Linked DNA regions of Danio rerio: region 1 is linked to region 2. Evidence: chromatin contacts called from public Micro-C data. All regions are on one chromosome and are shown on one strand. Each heading gives the region's core, a stretch centred on a gene start, on an enhancer-like site or on the middle of the called end of the contact. The rest is flanking DNA. Distances are from core to core; before and after follow the strand shown.

Region 1 (5,505 bases), core at 383-2,882, 39 kb before region 2:
AGTCCTGGGAGGTACGTATGGCTGCATTTCATTTTTTTAAGCAAACACTACGGGGTGGTGTGACGCCGTTCCCTTTCGCGCTTGCCAGCTGACTGCTTACCTCCATGTGGAGGGCTTTCCCGCTGCAGTCAGTTTGTCCGGTCAGCTCATCGTGTGCTTCGGCGGACTTCAGATGCAGAGAGGATGAGTTGACAAAGGCACCCGGGTTCGAGTTCAGGGAAGAGCGGTTCCAGAAACCAGGCAAGACAAAAACAGAATCCAAAAAATAAAGCGAACGAGTTGAGGTGAAAACACGGTAAAAAAAAAAAAAAAAAAACAGATGAGGGTTTTTCTTTTTCTAGACGGCTTTTCTAAATTGTTGCTCAGGTTTAGGGAAGTGAGCGGGCGGGCGGGTCAATCGGTAAAACTGGGAAGGAGGAGGGTGGGTCAGCCGATTGGCCGGTCACGCAGTCAATCATTTGGTCAGTCAGATAGTGGCCTTTAGTGGGTTGACGCGAGAACAGCGCGGGCGCGAACGGCACTCGCGAGAGACGTTTGAGATACGAAAAAAGCGCGCACAGTGGCCTCTCGCGGATTCGCAAAAACAAAAACTGCACAAATACGTACCTCCCGGGACGTATTTCGCGGTCTCCAGAAACGTCCGCTGTATTAAGAAAGTATTGTGATTTTTTAGGGCTTTTTATTTTAATAAATTTGCAACAATTTCAGAAAATCTTTTTTCATATTGTCATTATGGGGTATTGTGTGTAGAATTTTGAGGAAATAAATTAATTTAATCCATTTTGGAATAAGGCTGTAACAACAACAACAAAAAAAAGCGCTATGAATACTTTCAGAATGCACTATATATGCATTCAGTTTTTATATTAATTTCAGTAATATTATTGAACAATATGAATATTTATTAATAATTATTTAATAATTCATGTAAAATACACTTTGCAAAGTAATATTTTTTAGCCTTTTGGTAGATATATTGGTAGCGCTTTAGTTTAGGTCACAATTCATGCTATTAACTACTGGCTTGTTACCTGTCTCTTATTAACATATTAACTGCTCATTAGTTATGAAGTATGATTTTATTCTGCATCCCTAATCCTACCTAAAACCTAAACTCAACTCCTACCTTACTACAACTAATAAACAGCTAATTTTATTATTTATTATTTACTTTATTAAACTAATAGTGTTAGTTAATGATTTGTTAATGCAGCGAATTGTGGCCTAAACAAAAGTGTTACTGATATATTATATGAGAGACTTACTGTAGCTTTGTTTAAGTTTCTAGTTTCTCTCAAAGTCATTCCACATATATTCGCAGATTTTATTTTTAAATTCTGCGCAGAAATATCTAAACATAACCCACCACTAGTGCTAAACTTGTCTCTGTCTTTAACCATGCTTCATAAACCCTGAATATGATAAGTACATTCTGTAGCAATTATTCCTTTTTTAATGTGAATACATAGCTGTTAAAGACGCTAAATATAATTCAGGACCTCCAGCAAAAGGCCAGAAAGAGGTTGGTGGTGTTTCACCTGGCTGATCTCTTCTTCCACCCTCTGGAGGCGCTGGAGCATCGCGGTCACAGCCAGCACTGCTGTGCGGCTTCCTGAGCTCTCTGTGTCTGACTCTGTGTGAGGTGGTTGAGCATGTGTGTGTGTGTGTGACGGGTGAAGTGGTTTCCTCCGTGGATTCAGAGGACTGGAATGAAGCGAGAGGAACAGAGGATCTGAAGACTCATCGCTGTGTTGCACAAGGGCAATGGATGGAAACTGTGAACACACAGCACATATGGACACTACTGCTGTACACAGACATACTTTGGGAACTTTAGGGTGTGTTTATAGTGAGGTAAAGATTTACACAGTGGCATTTAGCTCAGCTATTGTAATGCCTGGCATATTACTCTGTTTTAAATTTTTGAAATAATAATGATAAAACTGGCGGTGAAAAGTTTGATTGAAATAAACATTAAATTAGTTTTTTTTTCCTCTAAACAAAGCAAAATGTCTTTGATCAAACATAAGATTAAATCGATATATTCTGATTTATATCATGTTTGTTTTGTTAGCATCATTTATTTCTGTGATGTCAAAACTGATTTCTCAGCTGTCATTACTTAATTACATGATGTCATTATATTGACCTTTCAACAATTATTAATGTGACTTAGCTGAATAAAAGAACTGAATAAACATCCAACCAACCATTTATACTTCTGAAAGATATTGCATTATGATTTACTGAAAAAATAAAAGTCTGGGTAAAGAGAGTTCTGAGAATTATAAACGGTAGAAATGTATTGCTGAAATGCATTACAAAGACTCTTTGTAATATTTTTTGGGCAGGGCTGAGATGTGGCTCGATGATGCAATAAATCCACTGAGAATGGCCCAGTTCCAACACTATTATAACTGCAACACATACTGGCTTATTGGGAATATGTGCCCAGGGCTCCATTTTTGGGAATTTTGATTCATATACCTGGGGCTACATTGCTGCATTTTGTGTACAAGTTTTTTTTCGCACTACTGCTGACTGCTTACTTCTGTATGGACTGCTCTTCCGGTGTGACCAGTTTGCTCGGTAGCTCGCCTTGTACGGCGTTGAGGTTTGAGTTTGACAAAGAACGGTTCTAAAAACAAGTAAAACAAAACCAAAAAAGGAGCGTGAATTTGTGGTGTTTTTTTTTTCTCTTCTAGTTCATTCATTTTCCTTCAGCTTAGTCCCTTATTTATCAGGGATCGCCACAGAGAAATGAACCACCAACTATTCCAGCATGTTTTCCAACCATGTTTTACGCAGCAGATGCCCTTCCAGATGCAACCCAGTACTGGGAAACATCCATACACACTCATTCACCCGCACACTGATACACTACGTTCAGTTTAGTTTATTCAATTCACCTATACCACATGTCTTTGGTTTGTGGCGGAAACTGAAGCACCCCGAGGAAACCCACAACAACACGGGAAGAACATGCCAACTCCGTACAAAAATGCCAACCTGCCCTTCTCTTGCTAGTTTGCCTTTAAATACACTATTGGTTGGGTTTAGGGAAGGGGTGGGTGGGTTAGTAGATTGCAAGCTAATATATGCATCCTGACAAATCAACCGGCTTCTCTCAAAGACACGCACAAGAAGGATGTTCATACTCGCAGAAATGTACACAGTGGCCTCTGGTGGATTTTATGAGCGGTGCATTCGTGGTAACGTATTTAAGATTGTTAAAAGTGTATACAGCAGCCTCCAGTGGATTTGTGAAAACAAAAACTGCAAGGAGACATAGCCCTGGGCACATATTTTGTGGTTCCCAAAAATGTAGTCCTCAGCACGTATCTTCAATAAGCCTGGATTGAATAACTACTACATAATATCATTACTGGTTCAACCCCTTAATCCTGTCACTGTCTGTTACTACAGTCTAGGGTTGTCAAAAGTATTGACTTCGGTAGTGCTGAGTGCAGTTGAGCATGTTCTTAAACACCACTGATTGGCCATTGTGTTCATATGATAAAGACTGGTTAACCGATGACCTTCAAGGGCAATCATTTCAGAGCATGTGAACACAGGGCTGGGCAATAAAATCTGTGTTGATATTTATTGACCGAACACCATTGTCAATATGGATAATTAAAAAAAAAAATTCTGTATGTAGTTTCGCTATGAAGTGCTATAGTTTTATAAAAATGTGGCTGCTAAGCGCGCGCCTTGAAGCGTTGCCAATAAGCTAAAGTGTCAGTTTGTCTTTTCTAATGGAGACACGCAACTTTTCCGAATGCCCCTAGCGCACTAGAATTCATGTTGAACAAACTAATCTGGTTTCCACTTTGCATGGAATACACACATTTTAGTGATAATGGTAAACAGTGCATCTAAACACTGCAGTACTTTTTAATTCTCTCTATAAACTTGTATCGAAACTGCAGCAATGCTTTGTTAATTTGTCATCTTCCGAGAAAACGCTTGATTGTTGCCTAGCTACAAGAGATGCCAGTTGAGCATGAGAAAAGTCCATTGTAAATGGTCAAGGAATCCACGCGCACGCTTGTCACTTCAGGTCAGAAAAATAACACATGTGAAAATGAGTGCTGTATAGCAGCAGTGAGGAGATTGTATATAAAAGAGGATGCAAGGATGTCGCCAAAGTGGCTTTTTGGTTTCTTTTCATGTGCATCCCAGCCACTAGCTCCCCATCTGAAAGATGTTTTAGCATAGGGGGTAATGTGGTCATTCAACTTCACAATTGTTGCAGTATGTGGCAGTATGTATTTGAATAATGATGGTTGGTTCCTTTAAAGCTCAGATTTAATTATCATAATTAGTTTTGTTTACAGAGTTTGAGGTTTACAGTCTCATTATTATTCACACATTAAAGTTTACTTTAATTTGGCAGCATTTTCACATTATCATTGCAATGACTTTGTAACATTTTATCTAACAAGTTTAAGAGTTTCTTTAACACTTGTGTTTATTTTATTACAAAGAGATCATATATTTAGTTTAAATATTTTAGTTTTTGACTAATAAAACCATTTACCTTAGTAATGTTGCCTAGTGGTTAGCTCACTGACATATGGTGCTGTAGCACTTCAGGGCGTCCCGAGTTCGAATCCCAGCTCGAGGACATTTTCTGACCCTACCCCCCCTTCTCTTTCTCCCACTTTACTTCCTGTCTGACTACTGTCCTATCTAATAAAGGCCAAAAATAAATCTTTTTTTTTTTAATAATAAAAATAACAAAATTCCTAAATGTATTTAAATATATATTTTAAAATAATTATCGATTTCGAATGATATGAAACATAATATTGTGATGTTTTTTTTTTTTTTTTGCAATATCGCCCAGGCCTATGTGAACATAACGGCCAATCATCGCTGTTCAAACATGTGCAATAGCGAGAAATTGATGTTTTTTTAAATTACAGTGCTGGTTTATACCAAACTCAAAACTTAGTCTACAGTCTTGCTACCTACTACAGTCTATATTTTGCTAGCTATCAGAATACATACAATTTAAAAACAATAAGCTTTTTAAAAAATGGCATCTAAAAACTCATGAGCTGTGTCATTTTCTCTTTTTTGCAAAGTGCACCAGAGCTTGTGCTCTCGTGTCATCTGCCATTGCTAACCATGAACCACACTTGCTTGGAAGATGAGCAGGTTTTAACTCATTGCAACGCTGACACACATTTTTGTCGATTTGAGCATGCTCAAACATGTAAGGCTGTATAAAGCCAATTAAGCTAACGTTACTAACATTAAGCTAACATTAGGTAGCATCAGAAGCATTAATTCAGGTTGTAGTGGTGCTTAACAGCCCAGCAGGCAGACAACGTCATAAGACTTTAATATTAGGTTAGATTTAGGTCAATGACGTCAGGTGACCAAAATTCAATGTCTAGCCATCGTCTAAGGACAACGTTATTTTGACGTCCAATAATGACTTCTAATTACGTTAATATTTGGTTGATTTTAGGTTTTGTTGGAAAGTGACCAAAA
Region 2 (5,617 bases), core at 598-3,097:
CAACTTGATGTAGGAGTGCGGTCCCCCCGCCAACAGAATTGATTGACAGCTACGTATTAACATGTCCCGGTAGTCACCTGTATAATCATATCAACAAGACAGGACGTGTGCAAAGCAACCGGGAATGAAAGGTCTGTTCAGTTTGCTAGGATCATTAATCATCATCAAATGTGATCAAGAGTAAGTTTCACATGTTTAAAATGTTTTAAAACAGAGCATGTGTGAAATGAAGTACAGCGATTTACTTCAGCTTTACTTTATCACCATAGCCGCGTGTCAGGACAATTATAAAATTAGACACTTCCATCCCGGTTTGTGGAGGTTAAATCAGGTTTATTTTGTCCATTAACATAACAGATATCCATACAGCAGTGGAGATTAACCTGTATCCTGTCACATTTGCGCTGCGCTGTGTATGTGTGTGTGTGTGTATCTGTGTGTGGGCTTGAACTTTGTAATGACGTTGTGGGTGACTCATTGTTGCAACTCCACAACAAATGCATTAAATACTCATTGGTAAAGTTCCTACTGTAGTATTTCTCACAAACGCTACGTGAGATCTGCTTCCTTTATGTCTGTCTGTTGTCTGAATCAGCCGAGGGAGGAGATTAAGGCACGCAGAAAGGCATGTAGAAACGGTGAGCGAAGAGGACTAGCCTTAAAGGCGCAGTACAGCAAAACAGCTACCTGATGCTAAAAGGTATAAAAGAGAAACTTGTAAAAGGTATAATAAAAAATCTGATGGGTGTTTTGAGCTGAAACTTTAGACACATTCTGGAGACACAAAAGACTTATATTAAATCTGAAAAAAGCGGTAACCTAGGTGCCCTTTAAGCAAGAAAATGGTGATTCTCATTTTAGCCCTAGTAAATAATGAGGTAAATTTCATTTTTTGTATGAATTGCTTTTTTGTTTTTCATTAAATGAAACAGAAGTTGATATCGTTGTTTTTTTTTTCTTATTATGACGTACATCTGAGTGAAACGGTTTTTAAAATGAAAATAAGACCAAAAAGTAGGCCGTTTTTTTTTTTTTTACTTTTGTCCTTTAGGAATAAATTGTATTATTGGACGTTAGGCGTTGCAAACTAAATGAAGTCAGATTTACCAGTTTTTCAGTATGCATATAAATCCATTTAAATATATTTCAGTCCAACTTAAGTGGGTCAGAAAAGTTCAACTAACTATTTAACAAGTTTAAACAATTATACATCTTCATTTTATTTGAAATTAAATGCAGTAACTGTAAGTATCTGGATATACGTTACATTCAGTTAGAAGTACCCAAATTATATATTTTTCTGTGGAACACTCTCACACACTAGGATATTCTGGAGAATGCTTGAAATCAAGCAGTTTTGGTTCCCATTTACTTCCATTGTTTTTCCTCCAAACAAATCTTATACAAATAAGTCAGTATGCACTGAATCTGTTCGGTCACCGACTTATTTAAAACATCTGCTTGTATGTTCAACACAAGAATGAAAGTCATCAGATCTTGAACATACATTACAGTAAATGATGACAGAATTCTCATTTTTGTGTAAACAATCCTTTCAAGCATCCCAAACTATTAAAGAGAAATATTGGAGCAATATTTTATTTTCCTTTATTTGGCGGACAGTAGCAGGGTGGAGCAATAGCACAATAAATACAAATTAATATTGAAATATGTCACCCAGAATCACTTTTGAGGGTCTGTTCTTGCTGTAAGGGAACCTTGGGTTGTTTTAAATGAAAATATTCGTCTAAATGGAAACGTTTTTCTAACAGCCACATATTTCGACAAGACCAGGTACTGTTATTCATGTAAGCGTTATGCAATCTTGCCCGGCGCGCTACACATTCCAAAAACATGTAGTCACAGCAAGTCACTCAACAGTTGAGCCAACCAATGTCAAAAGTGTACAGCTTGACTTCAAGCTAAATAATCCAAGACTGTCTAACAAATACAAGTCAGGCCCTCCAGGATTTAACATTTTTGTGATCGCTGAATTTAACGCATATACAAGCAAGAGTTTGTTTTTTAGAGAAATTTTTTTCAGTTGCCGCAGATTTCCTGCATATTTCGGCCAATCAAGAGACAGTTCAAAGTCACCCTTTACCACATAGTGCCATGTGCATAATTGCATATTCATTCATTCATTCATTCATTCATTCATTCATTCATTCATTCATTCATTCATTCATTCATTCATTCATTTTCTTTTCGCCTAAGTCCCTGTAATAATCAGGAATGAACAGCCAACTTATCCAGCAAATGTTTTACACAGTGGATGCCCTCCCAGCTGCAACCCATCACTGGGAAACACCCATACTCACACATACACCACGGACAATTTAGCTTACTCAATTCACCAGTACCACATGTTTTTGAACTTGTGGGAGAAACCGGAGCACCCGGAGGAAACCCACGCGAACACTGGGAGAACATGCCACACAGAAATACCAACTAACCCAGCCAGGGCTCGAACCAGCGACCTTCTTGTGAGGTGAACGTGCTACCCCCTGCGCCACCGTTCAGCCCCAAAACAAAACTATACAAAAAAAAACAAAACAAAGAAAATGTATACAAAAGAAAACAAAAATAAAATTAAATTCAAATTAAATTAAATTAAACAAACAAAAAAATATGTCAAATAAATTAAAACTAAATAAAAATGAATGAATAGAATAATAAATAAAATAAAATAAAATACAGTTAAATTAAAACAAAACAAAATTAAATGAAACAAAACACTACCAAAAACAAAACTACATTAAACTAAAATAAAGTTAAATTAAACACTGTATTTGCAAAGAAATGTGGCTGGTGACTTGAGGATTTGTAACGTTTATTTATTTTTTTATTTTTTATATATAATAGAAATTATGAATATTATTATTTTTATTACTACAACAGCTGTTACCTCTACTATTTAATCTGAAACAAATATTACAAAATGAACATTCAAGTTTTTGGTTTCCTTTCTCTTTCCTCTCTCTTACGCTAAAATTCTTTATAGTTTATGCGTCTGTCATCATAAGCGTAGCCTTCACTCTCTCTTTCTCCCACTCATAGTGCGCACACATCATTTCCATCAACATGTTCATGAAGCCATCAAAACACAGCCGACTTAGCATTCATTGCCAAATAAATTGCTTTCATTTTCAAATATTAGATAGCAGGCTTTAGGGGTAAACTCTGTTCTTTTAATTTAAGAATATTACAGGGATCAATGATTCTCAAGGTTAAAAAAATTAATCATACTGTAAATTAAGTTTTGTGCATATTTTCACTGCAAAAACAATAATAAAAAAATGCTGCAAAAAAATCAACAAAATCCGACATTTTAGTTGCAAACATCTGGATTTTGCTATCCAAAAAATAAAAATTAACTTAAAACTTGAGAATTTAGCTTGAACCATGAGGTACTCAAGCATTATGCAATCTTGCCCAGCTCATTATGCAATATAAAAACATATAGTTAGAGCAAGTCGATAATTAAACCAACCTCTAATGTCAGTTAACCTCCAATCCTCTAATGTAAGTTTACGTGACTTCAAACAAATTAATCCAAGATTTCACAGATCCACAAGTATCGCCTCAAGGTCACATTACAAGGTCGCTGCAATCACACAGTCTGAATTTAGAAAGCTCTCGTGTTTTTATCAGCCTGCAGTCACTGCTGTTGAAGAGAGAGCGAGAGATTGCTAATGGTCTGGAGAAGCTTACGCAATGTTGTTCTTTCGTAGATGACCAAAGCGGACACATATGGAAACACACTGCCGGCTGGGACCTATGAGATCTGTTTCTAATTATCACGATCAGCTAATTGTTTCTCAGTTTCTCTGATCTTTAGAAAGCTTGTGAAATGAGATAGCGGAGCCGCGTGCTAGCGAGCCGACGCTATGCATGCTATGTAGTCATAAAATGACAGGAGGGAAGAGTAGAAGTGGATCAGAACACTTTTCCGCAGGCATTAAAAAGGCATTAACGGCTCTGCAGGTGTTGTTTGGTTGTCAAGGAAACGGCTATCATAGCGAATACATCATCATGTCTTTCTGAAATAACAGAATGACCCTGAAAACCTTAGAGAGAGAGGGAGCCAAAGAAAATGCTGGACGACAGACGAACAGATTAGCCAAAAAGAGTAAAAATAACATTTCAATACTAAGCTTCATTATAAGAGTGACACAGTGGCTCAGTGGTTAGCACTGTAGCCTCATAGCAAGAAAGTCGCTGGTGCATGTCCCAGCTGGGTCAGTTGGCATTTCTTTGTGGAGTTTGCATGTTCTCCTTGTGCTGATGTGGGTTTTCTCCAGGTGCTCCGGTTTTCCCCACAGTCCAAAGACATGCGCTATAGGTGAATTGAATAAACTAAATTGGTCGTACTATTTGTGTGTGAATGAGTGTGTATGGATGTTTCCCAGTACTGGGTTGCGGCTGGACATCTGGTGTGTAAAACATATGCTGAAATAGTTGGCGGTTCATTCCGCTGTGGCATTCCCTAATAAAAAAGGGACTAAGCTGAAGGAAAATTGAATAGGTTTTAAGCAACGGATGCCCTTCTAGCTGCAACCCAGTACTGGGAAACACCCATACACTCTCAAATTCAGTAATTTAGCTTATTCAATTCACCTATAGCGCATGTCTTTGGACTGTGGGGGACACTGGAGAACCCAGAGGAAACCCACACCAACAAGGGGGAGAACATGCAAACTCCACACAGAAATGTCAACTAGCCCAGCCAGGAGTCAAACCAGTGACTTTCTTGCTGTGAGGTGACAGTGTTAACCACTGAGCCACCGTGCTGTCTCTGTGTTTGTTTATATTTAAAAGTGTGAAGACTCATTATATGTTTCTTATAATCAGCAAGGACGTCTTAAATCAAATGCCTTATGCTTAAGTGTCTGAAATCTGTCTGTTTGGAGTTGTTTCTTAGATTTAATAGGCGGTTGGAGTGAATAATAAAGGACTAGCAGCCAACAAGTCTAGCATGCATGTGAATATTACAGAGAGAAAAATTGTGTCAAGCTATGCAACTGGCAGTGGTTGAGATAATGCCCACAATCAATTCATTTGAATTCAGTTGATGAAAAATACAATTACATTTTTATTAAATAATAAACTATATATGAAGAGTTCAGATGCAAAACCTTCTAAATTCATCAAACCTCTTTTCTTGTAAATGAGCATTTTCTATCAGGTTCCTCTGATTAGGTTCAGGAGTTTCATTTTACAGATAATGAAAGTGTTATTAGTTAGCAAATAAAACAGCTTTTTTTCATAAATGTCACTTTAGACATTTCTTTGGTTTTTAACACGGTAGTTTTTCTTTTTTTTTTTTTGCAATAACCTCTAAATCCACCTATTGGACAAGACAGTGTAATTAGTTGAAAACATATACAATTACAAATTATTTTACCAAACATAAAACAGATTACACAGACCACCTGAAATTAAAATACATAAATCTGTCAAGTAAGTGGTGGTTCATTCCACTGTGGCGACCTGTGATAAATCAGGGACTAAGCCAAAGGAAAATGAATTAATGAAATTTGTCAGGTAAGTGCATTAAGCCAATAACCCTAAAATCGACATGAATTAAATCTTAACAATCTTTTGTCATTTCTCA

The links. A called contact is a pair of places that touch in the nucleus more often than the background predicts.
Region 1: a Micro-C map of caudal fin shows a contact between it and region 2, with 1.8 times the contacts expected there. The contact joins two enhancer-like sites. A contact is called at or near these places in 2 of 18 Hi-C or Micro-C datasets (caudal fin and an unstated tissue).

What each region holds. Positions count from the first base shown.
Region 1 is chr7:71,032,293-71,037,797 of GRCz12tu, reverse strand. mical2a (microtubule associated monooxygenase, calponin and LIM domain containing 2a) reads right to left here. Exons shown (of 29, transcript XR_012382810.1): 18 at 1,539-1,775. Among named protein-coding and RNA genes, the nearest start is that of parvab, 67 kb to the left of the region's middle. Within about 2 kb of position 1,632, at least 19 of the 62 cell types and tissues checked have an H3K27ac peak or open chromatin away from gene starts, as enhancers often do. A contact at or near this core is called in caudal fin, where this site is marked.
Region 2 is chr7:70,993,296-70,998,912 of GRCz12tu, reverse strand. The region is part of intron 4 of mical2a (microtubule associated monooxygenase, calponin and LIM domain containing 2a); the gene reads right to left. Among named protein-coding and RNA genes, the nearest start is that of mical2a, 66 kb to the right of the region's middle. Within about 2 kb of position 1,847, at least 3 of the 62 cell types and tissues checked have an H3K27ac peak or open chromatin away from gene starts, as enhancers often do. A contact at or near this core is called in caudal fin, where this site is marked.